2 separate regions of the Mus musculus genome follow, and region 1 is linked to region 2. Evidence: chromatin contacts called from public Hi-C data. All regions are on one chromosome and are shown on one strand. Each heading gives the region's core, a stretch centred on a gene start, on an enhancer-like site or on the middle of the called end of the contact. The rest is flanking DNA. Distances are from core to core; before and after follow the strand shown.

Region 1 (3,942 bases), core at 399-2,898, 400 kb after region 2:
CAAACCCAACTCATTCTGAACATAGCTCACAAATCAATAAACTAATTATTCAAAGCTCCGTGTCAGGATCTGAACACTGCCCAAATTTAATACTACACAATGTAGCTTCTGGGGTGGTGATACTCGGGCTACAGACTCTTGATTCCTCTTGATGTGACATTTGGAGAACAAAGAGCAAAGGAAGAAGATACTGAAAATATTATTTTGTCTTTTTTTGTGTGTGTATGCATGAACTTGTGTGTTTGTATGGATATGTGCATGTCTTAGTTCCTGTTCTATTGCTATGACAAAACATCATGACCAAGGCAATGTATACAAGAAAGCACTTAATGTGAAGTTCAGAGTTACAGAGGGTTAGAGTCTGTGACAATCATGGCAGGAAGGCAGACAGGCTTCATGCTGGAAAAATAGGTATGAGCTTACATCCAATCCACAGGCTCAACATAAAGGTTGGGGGGAAGGGAGAGGGGGAGGGGGAGGGGGAGGGGGATGGGGATGGGGAGGGGGAGAGGGAGGGGAGGGGGAGGGGGAGGGGGAGGGGAGGAGGAGGGGGAGGGAGAGGGGGAGGGAGAGGGAGAGGGGGAGTGAACTGGGGATGGCTTTGAAGTTTGAAACTTCAAGGCTGACCTCCAGTGACATAACTTTTCCAACAAGATCACATTGCTTAACCTAGTGGTTCTCAATCTGTGGGCCATGACCTCTTTGAGGGGTCGAATGATAAGACCATCAGAAAACACATATTTACATTGTGATTCATAGCAGTAGCAAAATTACAGTTATGAATAGCAAGGAAAATAATTTTATGGCTGTAGGGTCACCACAACACGAGGAACTGTATTAAAGGGACCCAGTACTGAGAAGATTGAGGGCAACTGTAAATCTTCCCCAAATAATTCCATCAACTAGGGACAAAGCATTCAAATACATGAGCTATTGGGTGAAGGTGGGGATTCGTATTCAAACCACCACAGTGCCTGTGGATGTAGGTGCCCATGGAAACCAGGGTCTGGTTACAGGGAGTTGGGAGCCACCCAAGGTAAGTGAAGGAACCAAGCTCAGATCCTCAGATAGTGCAGTAAGTGCCACTGAGCCATTGCTCCAGTCCTGGAAAACACCCCTTGGTGAATCTCATCCTCATTTTGTTTCCCATAGGACTTCAGCAAAAGTTGGCTCATAATGGTCATTACCTTTCTCTGCCTGAATTGTTTTGGTGTGTGTGTGTGTGCCCCGTGGTGGTGGTGGTGGTGGTGGTGGTGGTGGTAGGCTCGTGTGTGTGTGTGTGTGTGTGTGTGTGTGTGTGTGTGTGTTGGGGGCAAAGATCAACCAAGCTGCAGAGGCAGGAAGTGGTGTGGTATGTAACTGGGATGAAAGGTCTGGGCTCTTCCTCCTGCTTCTCCCTCCCCCTCTCATGCTGTGATTGCCCCTCTCCTCTGTATATCTTCCATACCACACTCTGTTTCCATGAGCAAGCCCTACCCTCCCCGACTGAAGCAGGAGCCTTACTTCTGTAAGTCTTCTCTGTGGCAGGGATGTTTTAGTAATTATTTTACACCTGGTTTAACCCCATGGGAGTCGTTACTGTAAGGAGGTAACAATAAAACAGGCTCATTGGAATTTCCTGAAGGTAAGGCTCTCCTCTAAACAGTCTCATTGTGCTCAACATAATAGCAGAGGCTGTTCCTTTCCATGACAACTTTGATTGGCAGGGAAACCCAGACAGCAAGTTGGAGCCAAGAGTTTCTTCTTTTGTCCCAGGGATTGGGCCCTGTTCCAGGCACCATTTCAGTGGGAGAGCCAACGTTGATAAATAAATGTCCTTGGCAATCACCTTTTCCTAATTTCCGGTCCATTTCTTGGCATTCCATAAATATTTCCACTCTTGTTACTGTGTGGCCTTGCAGACTTTACTCTCCAGGAACTCACTATCTAGCAACAGCTGAAGGTAAGGAATGCAGCAAACAGTTGGAGATGCTTAATTCTGACTGTTAACTTGATTGGATTAAGGAGTATCTAGTGAGGGCTTGGTGAGATAGCTCAGCAGATTTAAGACACCTGCTGCCAAGTCTGAAGATCTGAGTTCGATCCCTGATCACTGGGACCCACGTGACAGAAAGGAGAGCCAATTCCTGCAAGCTGCTCTCTGATATTGGTGTGTGTTCCATGGTACGCAATGGCTCAGTCTGTAAAGTGCCTGCCTCACAAGTGTGAGGACCTGAGTTTGATCTTTGAGACCCACAAAAAAATTAGGGTGTGACGGCATGTGCTTATAAATCTACAAGATTATAAGGAATGAGAGGCACGGGTTCCCCTGGAGCTCTCTGGCCAGCCAACCTAGTTTATGTGACAAGTGAGAGACCCTATCTCAATAAACAAAATGGATGGTGTGGTGGTCTGAATAGGTTTGGCCCTCATAGATTCGTGTGTCTGAGCACTTGGCCATGGGGAGTTACACTATTAGGAGGTGTGGCATTATTGGAGGAGGTGTGACCTTGTTGGAGGAAATGTGGGCTTTGAGGTCTCCTATGCTCAGGCTCCACCCCAGTGTGGGACAGTCTCTTTCTGGCTGCCTCTGGACCAAGATGTAGAATTCTCAGCTCCTTTTCCAGCACCAAGTATGCCTGCATGCTGCCATGCTTCCTACCATGATGATAATGGACAGAACCTCTGAAACTGTAAGCCAGTCCCAAGCAAATGTTTGCCTTTATAAGAGTTATCTTGGTCATGGTGTCTCTTCACAGCAATGAAACCCTAAGACAGATGGCTCCTGAGGAATGATTCCTGATGTTGCCCTCTGGCGCGTGCGCGCGCGCGCACACACACACACACACACATACACAGAAATTCACACATGTGCAAAATGTGTACCTAAGGCATTGGTGAGGTACCTCTTTGAGCGTGTCTATGGGGGTGTTTACACTGAGTAATAACTGAGAAGGGAAACCCTACTTAAATATGGCTGGGGTCCCAGATTGAGTTAACCTAAGTAGTTCTGTCAATCTGACAATATTAACTGCTACAAATGAGTAAATATATGGGACAATTGTTGTAATTTACCAAGGGAAGTTTTCTTTAAAAATAACACTATTAGTGTTTTGGGTTGGATTGTTCATTTTGGGAAGAGTGGGTAATGTTCTGTCTACGGCAGTGTCTGGCAGAATCCTCTGCCTCTAGATGATACTTGGGACAAAAAAAAAAAAAAGTCTTCAAAGTTTCTGTATTTATCACAGTGGGAAGGGATGAAATTGCCCCAATTTAAAATCATTGTATTGGGACTGGAGAGATGGCTCAGCTGTTAAGAGCACTGACTGCTCTTCTAGAGGTTCTGAGTTCAAATCCCAGCAACCACATGGTGGCTCACAACCATCTGTAATGGGATCTGATGCCCTCTTTTGGTGTGTCTGAAGATGGCTGCAGTGTGTGTGTGTGTGTGTGTGTGTGTGTGTACATATTCATATACATATGCATATACATATATATGTATACACACACACATATATTAAATCTTTAAAAAATCATTGTATTGGGGTATACTTAGAAAAGTTAAAATATTTCAGAATGCTTATTGAGTGTCATGCAAAATGAGGGGACAAAAGGGGGTGGGGCATTGGTCATTTGGTTATTGTAGTACTGAGTGTCTTACTTTGCTTTCTGTCACAGTGATCACACCACAACCTGAAGGAACTTGGGGAGGAGAGCTTTTCTTTCATCTTACATTTCCAGGTCACAATCCATCATTGAGTATAAGGCAGGACCTGTGGGGAGACACTCCTTGGCTCATTTTAGCTATTTTTTTTCCTGCACATACAAGGACCACTTGCCTAGGGATAGTGCCTCCTATAGTAGGCCAGACCCTGACATATCAGTCATTACTGAAGACAATCTCTTACAGACATGGCCACAGAACAACCTGACCTAGGCATTCTTCAGTTGAAGTTCCCTCTT
Region 2 (3,833 bases), core at 1,309-3,808:
TTGTTCTTTGACAACTGATTTCCCCAGGTTATACTCGGATCCCTGTACATGTTCTTTGACATGTGTGAACCTACCCCACCAACACACATGCATACCACACGCTCACACACACTCATAGGCATGCATGTGTGTGCACTCGCGCACACACATACACAGGAAAAAATGAAAAGACTGTGATAAAGCTGTCGATTTTGTGTGGATATATGCCATGAGCACAATGCCTACAGAGTCAAGACGGGAGCATGAACTGGGGTAGAGCTGCAACTGTAGGCTGTAATCTGTCTGATGTAGGTATTGGGAAGTAAGTGCGGGTTCTTCAGGGCAGAAATCTCTTTAATTACTGAATTACTTCTCTAATACAGATACATTTTATTTTGTAATGAACTGACCAGAAATGCCATAGGTAAACAAATTTACAAACAGATAAAAAAATTAAAGACCTCTGGGTACTGATGAAGTATAAATATAAGAGATACAGCACATCAGACAGGAAAAGCAGGCTGGCTACCCACAGTGTGCCGAAGTTGAAAGTACAGATGCAAGGTTTTAGACAGCGAGCTATGGTAGCTTCTTTCTATAAAGTTTAAGCTGTTGATTCCACTTAAGAAATATGCACTAAAGACTTCAGCACTGCATGAAAGGAGACATCCACGTCAAGATCTTTCCAAAAGGCTCTGAACAAGGACAGGACAACAATGTCTAACCTGTAGTCCTGTGGGCTGCTTCAACAATGGTGAATATACAGAACCAATTGCCCCACAATTCACATGGCATGAACTCAGATAGGGAAATGGATGTTTGAGCTACACACAATCAATGCATTCTCAATAAACAGTATCTGATCTCTAATATGAGCCTTGTCTGTATCAACATTGATACAGGCTAGCAAAAACAAATGATAATTTCATAACTTTAATGATGAAATAGAACTAAGGTTATTGAGAATAAAATTATTATCCTACAAACCTACATCTCAAGTCTGAACTCTGGGTTAAAATAACTATACTTGAATATATTCATCAATATCTACATTATATTGTGGTATTCTACTAAGTACATCAAGGTAGCACAGGGTGGCCTGGAATGTATTACACAACTAAAAACAGCCTTGAACTTCTAACCTCCGTATTCCAAGTGTTAGGAATACCACTTTACATCCCCATACACAGTGTACAATGTCTTAAAAGTCAAAGTTAGATTTCATGTATGTAAACTTGCCCTTACCAACTGACTCACACCTCAAGTGCAAGATACTCTAAACTCGTGTTCACCAGACTGATGGAGTCATGATGTAGCTACAAAGCCATGTGTGCTTCTTCAACAGGTACTTTCTTGTATCTCAGATGAAAACTACATACCCATTTTCCTTAACTTTGATTTATTTCTTCTTGCACCTTTTAAATTTACAAGTGTTGGCTAAATTCTATTGACAGACACCCACATATCTAAATCTTTTCCTATCCACTTTATTTTCTCTACTAAACCAGCCTCTTACTAAGAGCTTGATAGGAAAAAAATAATGCACCACTCACCCCCCCTCTCTCTCCCTCCCTCCCTACCTCTCTGTGTGTGTGCATGTGTGTGTGTTTGTGTGTGTGTGTCCATTCCTTCCCCAGACAACTGCCAGAATGATTTTTAAACACACATAGCACACAGAGAGAGGGGGAGGGAGAGGGGGAGGGGCAGGGGGAGGGAGAGGGGGGAGGGGAGGGGAGAGGGAGGGGGAGGGGAGGGGGGAGGGAGAGGGAGAGGAAGAGGGAGAGGGAGAGGGAGAGGGAGACCCATACTCACTCACTCTTACACAGACTTCAAGAAGCCCCCATCTGTTTTTCAATACCATAATGAAGCCTCTTTGCCAGCACCCTTCAGAAGCAAGCTCTCACCATAGTTCACCCCACTCATTTCCAGCCACTTGTCTTCTTTCATCCCAACCCGCTGCAACACAACAAAACTGTCATTCCTCCTAGGCAAAGATTAACATTCAGAGCAAACCCCCCAACATTCATCTGTGGAGAGTCTCTTTTTGTGGTGCTTCCAGAGTCCATGATACACAGCTATCAAAGTTCTGATTCTGTAGCAGGAGACCTTCCCGGAGATTCTCAGGATGTATTTAAGCAACAGCTGTTATTGAAAGATCAGGAAGTCAAGTTCAGGGACTGCATTTATTTGAACAAACAACTACACATTGCTTTCAGATACAGCCAAGATTCTGAAGGTAGCTCAGATCGTGATGGAGGGTAATAGACCACAGGTAAATACACAGGAACGTCCTTTCAGGACACTGGCAAGCACAGCTGGGTAGAAGCCAACTCCTGCAAAGTGGCTGCATTTGTCTTGCTAAGGGTCAGCCATGACAGCATCTGTCAAGACGAGCTTGAACAGAGGAACTCAGAACCCAGCCTAGCAGTAACAGGATACATCGGTATCTGGTTGGAGCACAAACAAGGTAGACTTTCTTCCTCTGGCACAGGGCAGGCACAGGGCCAAGCACACACAGTGCTCTCTGTTTTTGCAAGTCTAATGCGGTCTGCTGAGGGGAGGGGTGAGAGATCACCAGTTCATAATGACTCTCATTATGTCTGCTGCGTTCTGAGCCAAGATTAGACACTAGACAATCCTCTGTCCAGTGTCAAGGGCTTTCAACTGCCCTTTCAACAGGATAATTCCACTTCAAACTAATTTAGGTTTCTTATAACCCAGGCTACCAAAACTGATACACTTCACTGTCTCGGCCTGGAAAAAGAGGTTAATGTCTGCTCCAAGAGAAATACAGACTCGGGTTTGGAGTCTGTGTCGGCTCTACATGAGCGATAACAAACACAACACCCTAAAATCTCCCACCATCTGCTGAGCTGTCAGCCTCCCTGCAGGAACTCAATTTCTAAAGATTACAGTCCTTTTAGTATAGAGCCAGAGGAACACTCCAGAAGAACTTTAGAAAAGATATTAGCATTCCCACTAACATCAACAAGGCTGTGTGAGGTTCACTTCAGGACAGAAACAGTAATTCACCTTCGTCTTCTAGACACAGAAAAGCTTTGGTGACCAAACAGAAACCTGAAGCCTGGAGTGGGCTCATGCTCATGTCTCCAGCACCAATTCCAAAGGCTAACGCAGGACTGTGGAGAGTTAACAGCATTGTAGATGGGAGTGGCAGGCCAGCTAAGCATACACAACAAAACTTTAAAACAAAACAAAACAAAACATACTTAAAAACTTAAAACAAACAAACAATAACAACAACCCACTCAGTTTGGGGTTTTCAGTTTACGTGAATACATAAAGACAATAAAGGCAAGGTATTAATTCAGGTGATTCAAAAATCCAGGAAAAGAATTAAAAGAAAAAGAAAAACCAAGCCAAAGACACTCAGCTACTAAATGAAAAGGTCATGTTTGAAGGCTCCAAGGCTCACTTTATGTCTACAAATATGCTAAACCCACAAAAGTTTATATAAACACTGAAATTTTCCGTGTAATAAAGGTAATCTTCTATACCTACCAATGTACTCACTCCTCCCTCTAAAGCACACAGGCTTTGATGTGGTAATTTATTCTTCACATACCAGCTATCTGTGCCTACCCAAGCCATTACGTCAACAACTATGCATAATATTCTAGAGAAGTACTACTATATAAAATTTTGCATTTAAAGTACAAAAATTTTAAATAACCTTTAGACTGAACCAAAATGCATAAATAACCCAAAGGAACTTGGAAACCTATGTTCACTTGGTGAGTACACAGCCTGTTAACACTAACAGCACCCCTAGCGCCATGCTCAAATATTCCCACTCTGTCCAAAGTTCCTATGCTCATCCAAAAATAAGCACA

Evidence for each region. Hi-C and Micro-C count contacts between places; a contact is called where the count stands out from the background.
Region 1: a Hi-C map of Sertoli cells shows a contact between it and region 2, with 2.2 times the contacts expected there. The contact joins two enhancer-like sites. A contact is called at or near these places in 1 of 39 promoter capture datasets (embryonic stem cells), 16 of 484 Hi-C or Micro-C datasets (Sertoli cells, embryonic stem cells, gonadal supporting cells and 1 more), 1 of 115 datasets of contacts at active chromatin or transcription factors (embryonic basal ganglia) and 1 of 9 other capture datasets (embryonic tail).

What each region holds. Positions count from the first base shown.
Region 1 is chr5:132,631,968-132,635,909 of GRCm38.p6, forward strand. No RefSeq gene overlaps it. Among named protein-coding and RNA genes, the nearest start is that of Auts2, 91 kb to the left of the region's middle. Within about 2 kb of position 1,649, at least 12 of the 459 cell types and tissues checked have an H3K27ac peak or open chromatin away from gene starts, as enhancers often do. A contact at or near this core is called in Sertoli cells, where this site is marked.
Region 2 is chr5:132,227,348-132,231,180 of GRCm38.p6, forward strand. All of the region lies in intron 2 of Auts2 (autism susceptibility candidate 2), which reads right to left. Among named protein-coding and RNA genes, the nearest start is that of Auts2, 310 kb to the right of the region's middle. RefSeq lists an enhancer at 1,805-3,013. Within about 2 kb of position 2,559, at least 76 of the 459 cell types and tissues checked have an H3K27ac peak or open chromatin away from gene starts, as enhancers often do. A contact at or near this core is called in Sertoli cells, where this site is marked.